Regions from separate parts of the Mus musculus genome. Here region 1 is linked to region 2. The links are chromatin contacts, called in public Hi-C maps. All regions are on one chromosome and are shown on one strand. The core of a region is the stretch at or near the end of the contact, and the rest is flanking DNA. Distances in the headings are between cores, read along the strand shown. Region 1 overlaps Nrxn3 (neurexin III). Region 2 overlaps Adck1 (aarF domain containing kinase 1).

Evidence for each region. A called contact is a pair of places that touch in the nucleus more often than the background predicts.
Region 1: a Hi-C map of cortical neurons shows a contact between it and region 2, with 4 times the contacts expected there. The contact joins two enhancer-like sites. A contact is called at or near these places in 3 of 484 Hi-C or Micro-C datasets (all in cortical neurons) and 1 of 115 datasets of contacts at active chromatin or transcription factors (astrocytes).

The regions. Positions count from the first base shown.
Region 1 is chr12:89,380,569-89,387,087 of GRCm38.p6, forward strand. The region is part of intron 9 of Nrxn3 (neurexin III); the gene reads left to right. Among named protein-coding and RNA genes, the nearest start is that of Gm40537, 410 kb to the left of the region's middle. Within about 2 kb of position 2,888, at least 8 of the 459 cell types and tissues checked have an H3K27ac peak or open chromatin away from gene starts, as enhancers often do. A contact at or near this core is called in cortical neurons, where this site is marked.
Region 2 is chr12:88,387,624-88,393,617 of GRCm38.p6, forward strand. The region is part of intron 3 of Adck1 (aarF domain containing kinase 1); the gene reads left to right. Among named protein-coding and RNA genes, the nearest start is that of 3200001D21Rik, 13 kb to the left of the region's middle. Within about 2 kb of position 1,343, at least 19 of the 459 cell types and tissues checked have an H3K27ac peak or open chromatin away from gene starts, as enhancers often do. A contact at or near this core is called in cortical neurons, where this site is marked.

The DNA.
Region 1 (6,519 bases), core at 1,638-4,137, 990 kb after region 2:
TTCTTGTTGCAGTCATTCTGCCCCTTCGAAATAATATTGCATGTTTTTGGTGGCTTCATAATCCACTCTCTTTCCAGCTACTGTGCCTCCATATAGCCTGTTTCTCAAAGTGCTGTAGGAACGCTCCATAGAATTTGACAAGCTTCTACCTTGCTCTGACACATATGATACACTGAATCCTTTTAAGCTTTCTTTCAAAATGGGTCTATTTCACCCAAAACTGTACCTGCCTGTCTTAGGGTCTTGTTGCTGTGCAGAGACATAATGACCAGGGTGACTCTTTTAAAGGCAAACATTTAATTGGGGATGGCTTACAGTTTCAGAGGTTTAGTCCATTATCATCATGGTGGAAAGCAGGGCAGCATGCAGGCAGACTTGGATCTAGAGGAGCTGAGAGTTCTACAACTTGATCAGAAGGCAGCCAGGAGGAGACTCACTTCTGCACTGGATATAGCTAGAGATTATATGAGACCTTAAAGAAGTGACACATTTCTTCCAGGGCCATCCATACTCCAATAAGTCCACACCTCCTTACAGTGCCACTCCCTATGGCCAAGCATTGAAACACATGAATCCATTGAGTCCAAACCTATTCAAACCACCAAATTTCACTCTCAGGCCCCCATAGACTTAACTATAACATAATGCAAAATGTTTTTAATTCAACTTCAGAAGTCCCCATAGTCTATCACAAGTCTTAAAATATTTTTAAAGTCCTAAATTCAAAATCTTTTCTGAGATTCTTGTAATTTTTAAAATATGATCCCCTATAAAATCAAAATAAAAAAGCAGATCACATAGTATTAACATCACAGGATATATATCACATTCCAAAATGTCATAGTAAGGAAATATTGGACCAAAGAAAAACCAAAATCCAGCTGGGCAAGCTCAAAACTCCATCTCCATGTCTGATGACCAACTCCTTTCAGCTTTGTTGACTACAACACAATTCTTTCTCTTGGCCTTGTTCCACTCCTTGTTACTGGCTTTTCTTAGGATGTATCCCACAACTCTGACATCTGTAACATTTTTGGGATTTCCAAGGGAACTTTAACTTCATAGAATCTTGTTCCATTGTCTGATCCATACATGATCTTCTGAGCTCCTCTAAAGAGCTTGGATGACTTCTCCAGCTCACCCTCTGTAGAACTCTAGGCTCTAACTTCACTACTATTGCTGTTCTTGGTGATCATTCCACAGTACTGGCATCACCAATTTTCTGGAGTCTTTCACTTCAACTAGCCTTCATCAATAGCCTCTCATAGGCTCTCTTCATGGTGCCAAGCCTCAAATTCTTTGCATGGCCCCTTCATTCCTTGGCCACCAACTGCAACTGAGGCTGGACCTTCACCAGTGTCCTCTTACAGTGCCAAGTCTCAGCTGCTCTTGATGACCCCCTCATGCCTTCTAAAGAAGAACCACCTGGGTAATTCTTAAAGATTACCCGCTGCTAGCATGAAGCCTATCTCTAGAACACAGCTTCATTTTGCTCTCAGAAAACACTTCTGAGAAGATTTAACCTCAATGATGCTGATCTCTTCTTAATCACGGATAATTTCTTAGCTCCAGCTAACCAGCATTAATTGTCCCAGTAACCCCTTCTATTTTTGATTCTAAAGCCAGAACCACATGGCCATAGCTGCCAAGTTCTGCTGCTTGCTGGAGCTGGAACATAGCCTCTTCATTCTATTAAATCTCATGAGTATTATTATTATTATTATTGTTATTGTTATTATTATTGTTATTCCCTTCATTGCCTAAACTTGGCTCTCTTGGAGCTTGCTCTGTAGACTAGGCTGACCTTGAAATCCAAGATCTGCATGCTCTGTCTCCTGAGTGCTGGCATTAAAGACCTATATCACCATGCCTGAACCCAAGCTCTTCTTTACTGGAAACTTGCTCTATAACAGGCTCGCCTTGAACTCAGAGGTCTGCTTACCTCTGTCTCCTGGAATTAAAGGCATGTGCCACCATGTTGGAACCTAAGATTTTCTTTAATTCCTTTTAACAGGATCTATACCTGTTCTGGATTGCCATTATTCCAGATATAGTCAAGTTGACAAGTGAGAATAGCTATTGCAATCGATCCCTTCTCATTTTGACACACAGTCATATCTCTTTATGTCTCAATGAAGACAATAACCAGGTGATAATAATGGCAAACATGATATAACTCTCTATGGTACAACTGCAAATGCATAAACAATAAGCTTAGTTGTGTGGCATCTTGCCCTGAGGACACCACTCCCTTAATTCCATTTAATTTCCTTGAACACAAGAATTAACTCCATTCTACTTCCCAGTGCCACTTTAATACTTGAAACATATATTTTGTTTCTTTGCCTTCATTTTCAATATGTCTGAGTTAGTGCATTGTGCTGGGACTGACAATGTGCACTTTAACAACCATGTTCTACTACTGTGGACAGTTTGCAGATAGGCTGCTTAATAATAATAATAACTTTGCTGCAACTGAATGCTGCAATTTAGAGCTCCTGGGAAGGGAAAATGGTGGGCAAATTAAATCATCTATGTCTTCTGGGCTCTATCTTGAATTTTTTCACAACTTTCTATTTTTGGTTTCATTCCACTGCACAATTAGTGCCTTTTATGTAGGGTACATATTGAGGTATGTGTGGTTTACATTGGTGGGAAGGAAAGGTTTCCACATCAGAGTTAGGCAGGGAATATTAAGTAGACTCAAACTGGGGAAGGTTTGTGGTTGGCTCCTGCAGTGTGTGGGAGTTAACACCTTCTCTGCTGCAATTCAGGATCCAACTAAAATCCGAATACCCTTCTTTTGCACTGAACATTGGAGGGTCCACAAAATAGCAGAGCACCTAAGGCTCTGTCTCGGAAGTCTGATTTCATTAAGGCTAGGCTAAGACTTACTCCTTAACTTGTATCGCCACCTACTGTCCACCTGTGTAAGAGACTTGCTTGTTTTACACAGAATTCCATCTCTAGCCTTAATGCTCAAATTTTTCTTTCTAGAAAATCACCTTTAAGTTCAAAATAGCAGCCAGCTTCCTACTAATATTAAAACTTTTCATGTATGATATCTTTATTTATTTACTTGAAAATACTTATTCAGGCCAGAGAGATGGCTCAGCAGTTAGGAGCAAGGTACTGCTCCTGTACAGGACTTGAGTTTGGTTCCCAGCATTCTTGTCAAGGGACTCACACAGCCTGTAACTTCAGATTTTATCTGGCCTTCTCAGGCACTGCAATTCTGTGCACATATCACACACATGCACACTACACACAGACACACATAAAATTAAGACTACATTTGAAACCGTAAAGACATTATTCCCTTAAGCACTTCACATTGTATCCAGCTATGGATAATGGTCTCTTCGATCCTTCCCAGTGTTCAAGTGGAAATACTTCCCAATCCAATTCCTATCCTTTTCTATTACAGAATGCTTCTTACTTGAGAAGAGTGAGGAATACTGTCCTATAACATTGTTCCTGATTCCTTTTAGAAAGGGGAAGTGTATTTTGAGAAAACCTGTTTCCTCTCAATGTCAGCCATGCTATCTTCAGAACTAGAGATGGAACTCTCCCTTTAGATTGACCATTTCCAAGTTGATTCTTAATTTGGTCATGTGTGAAAATATGCCAGTTATTTGAGCTCCCAGCTTTCATGAAGACCCACTTTTTCAAAGTAGATCGCAAAATAGCAGTATTCAAGAAAACCAATATTTAAATAGCAAAGTCTTGCTTTATGATTTCAGATCTGTGTTATATTGGACAGCATGTTTTCCAGTTGTTTGCTAAGGTCCCAAGGATGGGGATGTATGTAAGGAGACCAAGATGGCTAAACATAGTTTACCTGAGCAGTAATAGATAAAGAAATATAGATAGATGTGAGTAACACAATTCCTTCTTGGTATTAGGCATCAGATGCAGTATTCACCATGGGAAGAAAAGAAAAGCAAAACTTCTGTGTCTTTTTGTTCATCCCTTTGTCTCCACTGCTCAGATGATATCCTGGAGTTTTGGAGTCAAGTCTAACTTGCTTAACTTTCTTAAATTTCCTTCCATTGACCAAGACTTAAAGTATCTCTCTATTTAGAAATCCTCCAGAAAACCTGTTCTAAATCACACTATGACTTCAGGTTAACAGCCTCTGTGGAAAATATTAATTTATTCTTACAACTTTGTGCAGACTTCCTCGATGTCTGGAGACTATTGATGCATAGACATTCCTGGAAATGTGCCTGTCATATAGAATTGAAATCAGGCATGTTAAGCTATTACACTAACAGCAGCTGACATATATTAAGAACTTGTTGCTATCTGCCAAGTGTCCAATGTTACATGGATTATTTAATTTAGAATAACATTGAGAAATTGGTAGTGTTCTTTCTACTTTACAGATTGGAAAGTCAAGGCATATACTGCTCAACTAGCTTAATGTTAGGGACACTTTAGGAACTGGTAGAAAGTGGACTAGCATCCGGAGCCAGCCTTATTGCCAAGTTCATGATCATTAAATGCAAAACCCCAAACTTGTCCCATGTTAAATCCTTCTAAATTGTCATTTTACACTTACTCCTGCAGGGAGAAACGGACATTGTTCTTGGGTCTTCTTTTATGAGTGTAGCTAGATGGTTTTGGTTCAAGATTCCAGTCTTGATTCAGAAACTTTTATATTTTGTTAGAGAAAACTGAACTATTATGGCCAGAATGAGCCCAGAGGGTTCTCTGCAGTGAAGGCCTGGTAATGCTCTGTAACACAGCTGCATGGCTCCAGCTATGGGTTACTCTGGACAGCATAAGTATATTAATTAATTTTCCAATTGCTGCAACAAACTATCTTGAAAAAAAGCCAATTAAAGATGAGTTCATTTTGGTTTGTAGTTCTGGGTAAAACTGTAGCTCAACATAGTGGAGTAGGAATAGAGGTAGGAGCTTGAAGCATCTAGTCATGCTATCAGGATATGGATCTAATGCTAAACTTGTTGTTTATTTATTTATTTTAGTATAGAATAGCATTTATTCAGGGAATGGGGAGGGGAATTGAGAGGGTAGTACAGACAGAGAAATGGAGAGAGAGAGAGAGAGGGGGGAGGGGGAGGGAGGGAGGGAGGGAGAGAGAGAGAGAGAGAGAGAGAGAGAGAGAGAGAGAGAGAGAGAGAGAGAGAGAGAGAGAGAGAGAGAGAGAGAGAGAGAGAGAGAGAGAGAGAAGAGGCTTGCTATGAGCACATAGAGGGAGAGGAGGGAGGGTCAGGGGGGGCAAGAGGACAGACCAGGAGCATGAAGGCAAGAGCTTATTTATTTATTTAACTTTTATGTGTATTGGTATTTTGCCTGCATGTATGTTTGTATGATGATGTAAGATCTTGGCAGTGCAAACAAAACAGTTATGAGCTGCCTTATATGTGCTTGGAATGGAACCTTGGTCTTCTGGAAGGGCAGTCAGTGTTTTTACTCTCTGAGCCATCTCTTCAGCCCCCATTAGCTTGCTATTCTTGTTCCATTCAGGCCAGGTTACCAGCCCAAAGAATAGCACTGCCCTCCATTAGGATCATTCTATCTTGATAGACCAAATCCTGACAGCCCCTCACAGGTCTGCTTCTCTATAGTGGATTCTAGATCCTCTGAAGTTGACACTAAGTAGTAAGAAATCTGCTTTGCATGGATATGAAGGCTCCAGTCTCCTGAGCCACCTTTCTCTCCTCCCGACTGCTCTTCTTTCCTAGATCCTTTCCTCCTTTGCATCCTTCCTTTCTACTTTTACATTTCTCCTTTCTTTCATTCTGAGTATGAAACCCAGGGCCTTATACATGCAAAACACACCAAACTGTCATACAGTTCTATCTAGGATATTCTACATAGCTTTACCTCAATTCATTAAGATCCAGATCTTTGCAGTAAAGGACATGGCAAATTAAAAGAAAGTCTTCATTCCATGCTCTATTGGCCCAGCCCAAAGCCATTGCTTCATGTAATTAGGGCCTGGAAACCTTAGCTATCATTGCCTCAGAAAATGAGGGAAAAAAATTACCCAAGCATTGGTGTTCTTTTTTGAGAAAAAGAAATTTTCCCAGATCTTTGGCCCAGCACTCAGAATGGAAAACCTGTGTTTGTTTGTTTGTTTGCTTGTTTATTTTAATAGTCTCTTAACCTAGTTCTCAGATCTGACTAATCTGAACAAATACATGAAGGTGTCTGAGACAGAAAGTTTTATAATCCTAAACTATAAATAAGTCTGGAAACTTCCCAAAGACTTCGGTGGTCAATCTTTGTTAGCATAAAAGTCTAATGATATTCCTGAAGTTATGGGCAGAGAAGAATAAGGGCAACTGCTTTTGTCTGAGGGTTAAAGCTAAGTTCCTCTCTCCAGCCCCATTCCAGCCCCATTCATGGTCTGGGGCAGTACCTGGTTGGTATGTGCACTATGTAATGTGCTGTGTGACTGAGCTTCTTCTCTGCCTTAGGCAGGTGAGTGGACTCCTACAGGGGAAAGGCGTCAGTAAAGCAGATACTGGAGACAAGAAGGAAGTG
Region 2 (5,994 bases), core at 93-2,592:
CCCCTGCCTTTGTCTTCCTTTCAAGAGCTGTGCAGATTACCCCTGTGTACCTGGGCAATGTCCCTCTCATCTCCCTAGCTCAGGGTCGTGGGATTATTAGCAGCCTGATTTTCTTCTGCAGGGTGTGAACTGCTGTTGGCTCTGTTAGGAAAACAAATCTCACTATGAAGAGTCCTAAATGTTGATACAAAGCCCAGAGAGTAATAAAATGAATGCTGTACCTGGTGCCTCTGCCTGAAATATGTTGTCCTAATTCTTGTTTACGTATCACCGAGGGACTTTAAGCTGTAATTCCTGTCTACTTCCCTAAGCCAGGTCACTTTTCTATGGCATCACAGTGTCTTTAGTACATGTGATTAGACTAACAAGTGTCAATGTTATTTGTATTAGTCAGGATCCTCTAGGTTCTGAACTTCCTAATGCTACAACACTTTAATACAGTTCCTCATGTTGTAGTGACCCCAATCATAAAATTATCACGTTGCTACTTCATAACTGTTATGAATTGTAATATAAATACTTTATAAGCAGGATATCTGATATAAGACCCCCCAAAAGGGGTTGCAACCCACAGGCCGAGAGGAACAGAACACAGAACATGAATGTATACAAAGTGGTATAATTAGATTAGCTGACCTGGACAGGTTAGGCAGTCCAGCAATGTCTCTTTGTTCACTGGAAAGGCTGAGAGCCCTGTAGCTTCTGACTGTAGGAGGATGGATACCTCTGCAGTTCCAGTCTGGCACCAAAGGCCTGGAAGATTCCCAGAGACCCACCAATCTTCAGCTCTCATAGGAAGGCCCAAGAAGCTGGGTTCTGGTATTAGCGAAGGATAGCAGCCGTGGTGGTGGCAGCAGCAACAGCGGCAGAGTAGATGTACTTAGTCACAAGATGCAAAGGCAAGCAGGCAAAAGTAGCATTACCGCCATTTCCTCAGCTCTCTTTTTGTCTGGGCTTCTGTTGGAAGGTACTGTCCACTCGGGGGACATTCCCCCTCAGATAACTCTTCCGGGGAAGCATGTCTCTTAGATGATTTCATACCCACTCAAGTTGAAAGCACATTGTCTAACCACTACCTGTAGTCAGTTTTCCCTCGCTTCCCTACCTAACGTTCTCCATATGCCCCCAAACCTGCTCAGCGTCACTCTCCTTCTAAGAGTGAGGTCTTCTTGCCTGTATCTTTTGAGGGTTTGTTTTGATTTCTGCTGTCAGCCATGAGAGTATAAGACTGTATAGATGTGAAAAAGAGACTGTCATCCCACATTCAGGCGGGTATCCTGAACAAGCACAGCGAGCCAAGAGGGGATGCAGGCTGTCTGGGTGTGTTATTCTGCTCATGGCCTTGGCATTTGTTATTCTTGTCTGTAGCAGCCATTCCAGAAATGCCCCCACTTTTCCGGTCGCCGAGCAACTGTGAGAACAAATTAATTATGCATTTTCTCACTGTGTGTGATTAAGGGGCAGATGGAGGGAAGGGTTCTCTGTAGCTTTTCTGGCCATGAAGTTCCCAAATGGATAGTCTCCAGATTGACGAGTTCAGGTCCCCAACTCCTGTGGGCATCTGTGCAGGCAGGCTTGCTCTTTGGCAAGGGGAGCCCCAAGTTGCAAGTAATAACATTGTTATTCTCTTAAATTTGCAACTCGTTTACTGTTTGCTGAGTGCTTGTAGTTAGTTGTGACAGCTCATTTGATGGAATTCCAGGGATCCCGGGACATCTTTTACTTTACAACTCCCTAAATTATTGTTGGTGATGTTAACTCCACCACTAGAGACGAGTTCCTTCAGCCTAAAACTCCGTTCCCTATTAAGATATAGGTGTTGGTCCAGGAGATGGCTCATTGCCATGCAAGTCTGAGGGTCTGAGTTCAGTTCCCAGAAGCCATGTTTGAAGAAAGCCAGATAAATGTGTTGGTGCACACCCTTAATCCCGGTGCTTGGGAGAAGGAGGCAGGCAGATCTTGGTGAGCTGGAGGTCAGCCTGTCCCACATGGCATTCGCCATGCCGGCCAGAGTTCCATGGTAAGACTCTTTGTAATTAGTTGCTTTTCTTTTGCAGTGATAAAACACCATTGCCAAGGCACTTACAGAGGAGCTGGGAACACACACTCGTTGATCTGGAAAGCTATCATTTTAATTTCTGTTTCTTTAGAAATACAATGGCATGATGCACCCAGACCACCTAACTCATAACCCTGCCTTGGCTTAGACTCCCTTTCTAGTCTAGACAGGTTTTAAGCTTGGGATCCTTTCACCTCTGAGGGCTGGGGATGCAGGCCTGCATCACCAGGCGTGGCTTGAATGCTGTTCTTTACTAACTGGAGCATCAGTTTCAGATCTTAGTTGATTTTGTTTGATATTTGTCCCTCCTCTCAGGACATAAAGTATGTCATGCTTTCTCTGTCATCTGCATATCTGTTCATTTTCCAATAGTTGTTAGATATTGAGTTTTATCTTTTTGGGTATTATATATTTTGTAATGAATGTTCTTAAATTTTGATCTAAGGCTTTGTTAAGTTTTGGGGGGCTAGTTGGATTTTTTTTCAGGTCTTGCTTTAATATTTGTTAATTGGAATGAGACAGTATTTAGGGTATCTCTGCTTACTGAGGCCGGAACTTTCTGAGTATGAATTATGACGCTTTTTCAGTCTGGGTAGTAAGAAAAGGCTACATGTGAGTCCTCGTACACAACTCTAATTTTTTGGAGTTTGTCTGGACTCTGTCATGTGTTGCATGTGTGTAGGCTGATGAGCCTTAAGCTAAACATCAGGAGATGGACCTTGAATAGATTGCCAGCTCTCCTTTTTTCCCCTTAAATTAGATATTTTCTTTATTTACATTTCAAATGGTATCCTCTTTCCTGGTGTCCCCTCCGAAAACCCTCTATCCCCTCCTCCCCTCCCCCTGCTCATAACCCATCCACTCCCACTTCCTGGCCCTGGCATTCCCCTACACTGGGGCATAGAGCCTTCACAGGACCAAGGACCTTTCCTCGAATTGATGACTAACAAGGCCATCCTCTGCTACATATGCAGCTGGAGCCATGAGTCTCACCATGTGTGCTCTATGGTTGGTGGTTTAGTCCCTGGGAGCTCTGGGGGTACTGGTGAGTTCATATTGTTGTTCCTCCTATGGGGCTGCAAACCCCTTCAGCTCCTTGTGTCCTTTCTCTCATCTTCTGGTGCTCAGTCCAATGGATGACTGTGAGCATTCACCTCTGTATTTGTCAGGCACTGGTAGAGCCTCTCAGGAGACAGCTATAACAGATTCCTGTCAGCAAACACATGTTGGCATCCACAATAGTGTCTGGGTTTGGTGACTGTATATGGGATGGATTCCCAGATACATCCAGGGGCAGTCTCTGGATGGTCTTTTCTTCAGTCTCTGCTCTGCACTTAGTCTTTATAACTCCTTCCATGAGTATTTTGTTCCCCCTTCTAAGAAGGATCGAAGTATCCACACTTTGGTCTTCCTTCTTGATTTTCATGTGGTCTGTGAATTGTATCTTGGGTATTCTGAGGTTCTGGGCTAATATCTACTTATCAGTGAGTGCATACCATGTGTGTTCTTTTGTGATTGGGTTACTCATTCAGGATGATATTTTCTAGTTCCATCCATTTTCCTAAGAATCTCATAAATTCATTGTTTTTAATAGCTGAGTTTAATAGCTCATTTGTGTAAATGTACAACATTTTCTGTTGAGGGACATCTGGGTTGTTTCTAGCTTCTGGCTATTATTAATAAGGCTGCTATGAACATAGTGGAGCATATGTGCTTACTACATGTTGGAACATCTTCTGGGTATATGCCCAGGAGTGGTATAGCTGGGTCCTTAGGTAGTACTATGTCCAATTTTTCTGAGGAACTGCCAGACTGATATCCAGAGTGGTTGTACCAGCTTGCAATCCCACCAGCAGTGGAGGAGTGTTCCTCTTTTTCCACATCCTCGCTAGCATCTGCTATCACCTGAGTTTTTTATCTTAGCCATTTTGACTGGTGTGAGGTGGAATCTCAGGGTTGTTTTGATTTGCATTTCCCTGATAGCTAAGGATGTTGAACATTTCTTTAGGTGCTTCTCAGCCATTTGGTATTCCTCAGTTGAGAATTCTTTATCTCTGTACCCCATTTTTCAATAGGGTTCTTTGGAGTCTAATTTCTTGAGTTCTTTGTATATATTGGATACTAGCCCTCTATTGGATGTAGGATTGGTAAAGATATTTTCCCAATCTGTTGGTTGCTGTTTTGTCCTATTGACAGTGTCCTTTGTCTTACAGAAGCTTTGCAATTTTATGAAGTCCCATTTGTTAATTTTTGATCTTAGAGCATAAGCTATTGGTGTTCTGTTGCAGAAAATTTCCCCTGTGCTCATGTGCTCGAGGCTCTTCCCCACTTCCTTTTCTATTATTTTCAGTGTATCTGGCTTTATATGGAGGTCCTTGATCCACTTGGACTTGGGCTTTGTACAAGGAGATAAGAATGGATCAATTTGCATTCTTCTACAGGCTAACTACCAGTTGAGCCAGCACCTTTTGTTGAAAATGATGTCTGTTTTCCACTGGATGGTTTTAGCTCTCTTGTCAATGATCAAGTGACCATAGGTGTGTGGGTTCATTTCTGGGTCTTCAGTTCTATTCCATTGATCTACCTGCCTGTCACTGTACCAATACCATGCAGTTTTTATCATAATTGCTCTGTAGTACAGCTTGAGGTCATGGATGGTGATTCCACCAGAAGTTCTTTTATTATTGAGAATAGTTTTTGCTATCCTAGGTTTTTTTTTTAATTGTTGTTGTTGTTATTTCAGATGAATTTGCAAATTGCTCTTTCTAACTCTGTGAAGCATTGAGTTTGAATTTTGATGGGGATTGCAAATACCACTAAAATCAGGGACTAGACAAGGCTGCCCACTTTTTTCCTACCTATTTATTCAATATAGTACTGAAGGTTCTAGCCAGAGCAATTAGACAACAAAAGGAGGCCAAAGGGATACAAATTGAAAAGAAAGAAGTCAAACTATCACTATTTTCAGATGATATGATAGTATATATAAGTGACCCCAAAAACTCCACCAGAGAACTCTTAAACCTGATAAACAACTTCTGTGCAGTAGCTGGATATAAAATTAACTCAAAAAAATTAGTGGCCTTCCTCTTCACAAAGGATAAACAGGCGGAGAAAGAAATTAGGGAAGCAACATCATTCAGAATAGTCACAAATAATATAAAATACCTTGGTGTGACTCTAACTAAGGAAGTGAAAGCTCTGTATGATAAGAACTTCAAGTCTCTGAAGAAAGAAATTGAAGAAGATCTTAGAAGATGGAAAGATCTCCCATGCTCATGGATTGGCAGGATTAACGTAGTAAAAATGGCTATCTTGCTGAAAGCAACCTACAGATTCAGTGCAATCCCTATCAAAATTCCAACTCAATTCTTCACAGCTTTCCTTTAGTATTACGTGTCTTTACATCTCTCTCCTCCCCTATGAACTCTTTCTGGACTTAACTCCATCTCTCAACTCAAAGTTGCTTTTTACAGAGAATCTGCTGTAATCTGGGACCACTGTAGGGTTCATCTTCCTTCCTTCCTTCTACCTTCACTGCTGGATGCCTAGGGTTTGAAAACCACTCTGTTATGTTTCAAATGTGAATGAAGGTAACAGAAGTCCCTTTCCTAGGACATTAAGCCTTATGGCCTGGGAGACCTCCAAGTTTAGAAGTTTGGGGTGCAGGGGTGACATTTTATGGCCTTGGTTGTAGTGGGAAGGGCGTGATATGTTTCATTGGACACTATTGATTGGACACTAGTGTGATGTCAGAGAGGCCATTGGATCTGCCCAGATCAAGGCAGGTAGGGGAGCAAGTCTGTGTAGGTGATGCTGGTCTGTGTGCTCTCAGTATGTGGAACTCAGGGAGACTGCTGAGGGAGCAAGCAAGAGACTCATATTAGCTAGTGTTTAGCTTTCTATTATCGTTGGAGCTTTGGATGTCCTTGTGG